Regions from separate parts of the Siniperca chuatsi genome. Here region 2 is linked to region 1. The links are chromatin contacts, called in public Hi-C maps. All regions are on one chromosome and are shown on one strand. Each heading gives the region's core, a stretch centred on a gene start, on an enhancer-like site or on the middle of the called end of the contact. The rest is flanking DNA. Distances are from core to core; before and after follow the strand shown. Region 1 holds the start of bcas3 (breast carcinoma-amplified sequence 3). Region 2 has its middle 13 kb from the start of LOC122879156.

The links. Hi-C and Micro-C count contacts between places; a contact is called where the count stands out from the background.
Region 2: a contact with region 1 is called in a Hi-C map of an unstated tissue, with 3 times the contacts expected there. The contact joins the enhancer-like site here to the promoter of bcas3 in region 1. A contact is called at or near these places in 2 of 3 Hi-C or Micro-C datasets (skeletal muscle and an unstated tissue).

The regions. Positions count from the first base shown.
Region 1 is chrLG7:3,032,942-3,035,613 of ASM2008510v1, forward strand. bcas3 (breast carcinoma-amplified sequence 3) reads left to right here and starts at 1,377. Exons shown (of 24, transcript XM_044202928.1): 1 at 1,377-1,490.
Region 2 is chrLG7:3,435,340-3,438,011 of ASM2008510v1, forward strand. No RefSeq gene overlaps it. Among protein-coding and RNA genes, the nearest start is that of LOC122879156, 13 kb to the left of the region's middle. Within about 2 kb of position 1,297, the one cell type or tissue checked has an H3K27ac peak away from gene starts, as active enhancers do.

The DNA of each region.
Region 1 (2,672 bases), core at 127-2,626:
TCATTTTCCACAATTACAACACCATGACCAAATGTATATATTAATTTGAAGAAATGAGCCAATAGCCCACCTGGGCCTGTGATCTGCCAGGTTTCCATTCTGCCATGAAGACAAGGGAAAGTATTATCATTGAATGGAAAAGGCTATAATACTTCATGTCAGCCATGTGTTTGAGCCATTTTCACCACCAGTATCATCAATAATACTGTGTCGCTACACATTCCCACGGTAGTGGCTAGCTTATTGAGCTAAGCTAGCAGCTACAGGCTTACAAAATAACATAGATTCTTAACCCATTACAATATCACAGATCGTTAAACAAAAGCAATCTACATGCACCAGCTCAAACATAACGTTCTAGCTATTACTAAGAAGTTATGTATAAACATAAGTAACTTCAAAACTCCCTCTCCTTGTAATAGACTGTTTTGCTTATTGCATTTGAATATTGTGCACTGTACAGCAGGTTAAGTCTTTGAAAATGAAATGACAAATGCAGTTTTCATTTTCACATTGTTAGAAAATTACATTCATTTTCATTTTTAAAGATTGCTTGCATGAATGGAAAATGAGGTTATTGTTTATATTGCATTTTCAAATTTGAATTAACATTTGAATATTGTCCACTGTACAGCAGGGTACAACTGTCAAACAGCTTTTCCATTTTCATTTTAGTATGGTCATAGAATGGCCATAGTAATTGGATTATCACATTTTCATTAGAATTTTTACTCAAATAACAAATACATATGTGGAAAATTATAATGCTATTGTGGAATTACATTTTCATTTCCAAGTTTACAGTATCATTTTAATATAGTCCCCTATACAGCAGCGGACAGCCGCCCACCATTGAGTCTGGTTCTGTCTGAGGTTTCTGCCTCTTAAAGGAAGTTTTTCCTTGCCACTGTCGCCAAGTGCTTGCTCATGGTGGGATTTGTTGGGTCTCTGTAATTAATATTATAAAGAGTTCGGTCTAGACCTGCTCTGTAGGAAAAGTGCAATGAGATAGCTTCTGTTATGAATTGGCGCTATATAAATAAAATTGAATTTAATTGAATTGAATATGGTTCCATATTACTGGGTTCCTTTTTTCTGTCACACATTTGACCTGAGAGTTTAAAGAACACATTTATTTGGTTGTGGTCTCAAAGGGGGGATTGCTTACCCTGTTATTCATTGCTGATAGTGTTTTTAACCAGAGGAAGCCACGGTCTCTTCTGATAACAACAGTGAAATACACATCATTGTAAACACGGGACATGTTTTATTTAGTCAAATGCAGTGTTTCTAACATGTAACGCAGTCATTAGCCCCGCCCTTACTGCTGGCTGATTGGGTTGACGAAAACGTTTCTGTGCTCTGATTGGCTTCCAATTACACAACACAGTTCCGCAAATCTAGTCTGTTTGTGTTTTGACGTTTTAAAGAGCTCTTCAGACCACCACACAAGTCCATAAGCAAGGACACAGTCAGCGTTCTACACATCGGTTCGTAACTATAGCCGCTTGAAAATAATGTCTTACTGCAACATGAGAAATGCATCTCCTTTTTCAAGGCTTCAATTGTGTCGTTTTATCAGCTAATGCTAGCTAGCGAAGATAGCTGCGGCGTAACGTTACTTATCTATCAATATAACTCGAGCGTTAGCCAATAGCTGTATTGTGTTGATTTGGCAGTTGTCATGATTGTTGCAAGCTAGCTGAATAAATGTTCAGGATATGTAACGTTAACCGAGACTAAGATAGCCAAGCTTCTCAGTGTAGGGAAGCCAGAGAAGCTCATCTTTCAATTCAGACATGGAAACATTGTTAGCTGCATGCAGCCTAGTAGCCGAGTCGCTCCTGTTGTTGACATCGGTGCATACGCATTTGGCGTCTTCAGAGTCCATGCATACACTGTTAGTGGACTTGTTAGCCCCGATACTCGCAGTTATTTGAAAAATACTTAAACCACACTGAAACAGATGACACCTGAATGTTGCTTAACTAAGTGGCTTAGTACATCAAGACTTTCTTTCAGGCTTCACAACAGCCTGGGGCAACTTCTGCATGTCTGCAGTCGCTGCTCCAATAGAGCTACTCTTTCCTACAATCTTCCTTCACCTAAACACCTTGAACAGTAGTAGTGATTCGTTGGAGTGATTCGGTTGTGACACTCTGTTGGTGATGTTTGGTGGAATATTTAAACATCATTTTAAAATAAATCACTCCTAAAAATACGTTTTGAGTTTGAGTTTGGTGCTACTTGTTGTGGTTGCTGACTGTTTTTATGAACAGTTGTCTTGTAGATGTTGTGTCTGTCTGGTTGACAGTGACAGTCGATCTGTGTGGCTGGAGGACATCATTTACACTGACTGACAGTTAATTAGGTACACCTATCTAAAACACATACTAATACACCAATAACTTTTACCTTTCTGAAGGTTCTGGTGTTCAGTTTTTGTTGAAACTACTTTAGAGAGGTGCTAATTCAACTTTAAGATCATTTTGGAGGCTGTAGTTTGTGGTGCTTGTAATTGTTTTGTGTTATACCTAGAGGTGGCTTTCGTATTTAGTCAACCCTTGTTGATATAATGTTCATTATATTAGAATCACCTCAGTATAACTTAAGGCACTTGTAGTAGACTGCATAAGTTTTAGCTAGGTGTACCTAATCAACTGGCAACTGAG
Region 2 (2,672 bases), core at 47-2,546, 400 kb after region 1:
ATTGCAACATAGGTTCAGTATTAGAGCCAGTCTTCCGGGTTATAAATACATATAGTTTGGTAATAAGGTATGGAATTTAGTGGTGGAAAGTAACCGAGTCCATTTACTCGACTACTACTTAAGCATCATTTTGTGGTACTTGTACTTTACTTGGCTTTTTCCAATTTATGCCACTTTAAACTTCGACTACACTTCATTTCAAAGGCAAATAACATCCTTTTTACTCCACTGCGTTTATCTGACAGCTACAGTTAGTCTACAGATTCATATTTTACACAAAGCATATGATTGTCTTAAAATATACGATGCTTTGTTATTGAATAAAATACCCTATAATAAGAGTGGAAAATAGTTAAAACTGTAGCAGCAGCTTGACCAGCTGCAAACATTAAAGCGCTACATACACATTAATGCATCAATAATAATAAAATAATATTATAATATAAAATAATATTCCACTGTGAGGAGCCAATCTTGCCTGCAGAATGAATACTTTGAATGAACATTTTGCTGATAATAATTCTACATAAGTAATACTATAAAATGCAAGACTTTTACTATTTTCATTTTGAGGTATTGCTCCTTTTACTTAAATAAAAGAGCAGAATACTTGTTGAAACTATCGCAACAAGTCTTCATACCTAGCTGCTTGCACAGACAACCTTTGCGGCCGTATTTTGGGGGAGGACAGGCTCAATTATTGATTTGTGAATGATTAAATGAAGTTTTGGACTCAAAAATTGCAGTAGATTTTGTGCCAATCACTTTCATTTGAATACATAAATATGTGAACCTGACTATATTTTTTCATGTTTTACATTTTTGTAATGATATATGCTGCTCACATAAACCTGCAGGTTTTTTTTTTTGTGATTTGTGAGTTTCCTCATGAGATAATAATAAATTGATATGATGGGGAAGGAAATGCTGTACCAGGCTCTCACTCTGCTCTGCCACTGCTGATGACCCTCAAGCCTCCTTCTGATCCCTGTAGACACTGACTGATCTGGATATTTGAAGGCTGAGACTGATGTAGTTTAGGTTTGAAGCAGCTAGAAGCCAATATTTTACACCAACATTATAGATTAAAATATAAAACATTTTGCCTTGTCGAGCTGCAAAATAAGTCTAAAACAGCATTTAGTCTGTAGGGACAATTCTGTAATAAATACTTTATCTAATTTCATAATCTAAAAGTCTCTATTTGTGAATGAAAGGCCAGTATCGGTGCTGTATATCGGTCCGATGGTGCTGGGAAGCAGCCCAGAAACCTGTATGGTCTCTACAGAGTGTGTATTGTTATGCTGCAGCTCTGCAGGCTGCTCTCTCGGCTACTGACAGCGCAGGCGGCCTATTGGCTGCTCGGCTCAGGTGCAGCCATCGCACTGGTCCAAAGTGGAGCAGGAGGGATCCAATCACAGGCCACTGTTCTCCTTCAGGATGAGGCAGGGAGGAGGAGGGAGAAAACACACAGCCTCTAACCTCACTGCAACACTTCCAGGTGCCAATAACTCACACACACACACACACACACACACACACACACACACACACATAGATAGAACATACAAATGCAAAGTTTGATTTTATTCAGCATTTCACCAATAAAGTGAGATATGCTAACGGGAAAAGCGCAGGTTGATTTGCGTTACCTCCAATCAACAGTGCAAAAGATCCATTAAAACACTTAATAAACACACCTAGAAAATGCACTTATAATGGAGTACAGGCAGATCACATGGGCCGCCAGAGCTGTAAATTCAACATGTATGTATAGAATGAAAGAGAGGAACAATGTACTAACCATGCAATAATCAGATCAGATGAGTAAAGTTTACCATAAAATACTATGTGCAGAAAAGTTTGTCTTTAAAAAAACGTCTGCCTTTTGTCATATTCACTTATCAGACTGTCATGGTGGTGCTTTCAGAGCAGGCAGTGGCTCATGCATCAAGTCACGACTGAGTGTGCATGTGTGTGAGTGTGTTCGTGAACTCTATTTTTTTGGAAAGTTTGAAACTACAGCAGCACAGCATGCAGGCCTGTCGCCCCCTCCTGGACACTGAGGAGGGAGAAGACATGTCCACGACTTCTGTCTAAAAGAGCACAGAGCCTGACAAGAGCTTACTCTGGTAGTTATAATAACGCAAATCCAATGCAAAGCTTTCATTTTGATTCAGTTCAAAGGTCAATCAGTTTGCCTACTTTGGTTCTGTGTCTGCAAGAGGAAAAATCATCAAAAACACAACATGTGTCTTATACATAATGTCAACACCAAGCTCTTAAACTAGAAGAACACAGTACTGACATGTGCAGAGTGACAGTGGACATATTATGTTTGTTGTGTAGGCAATCCTTAGCATTGCTAAAGGTTTTTGAATCTAATATTATAGTTGTCAATTTACCTTCTCATGTAGCTATTTATGGATGTATGGAGATACATTTGGATTGTTTGGATTATCCACTTTACAGGACCTCAACCTTTTTTTAAATCACTGATTTATTCTGTGTCTTTGTTTACTTTTTCCTGTTCAAGGTCAATAGGGGTCAGATCCTATCCCAGAATGCACTTTGCAAGGCCCTGCCAATCCTCTTGAAAGTCATGCTTTTCTCCTATTATTTTTACACATCCTTCACTTATAATACATTCATATCTATTTTCACAGTATTCT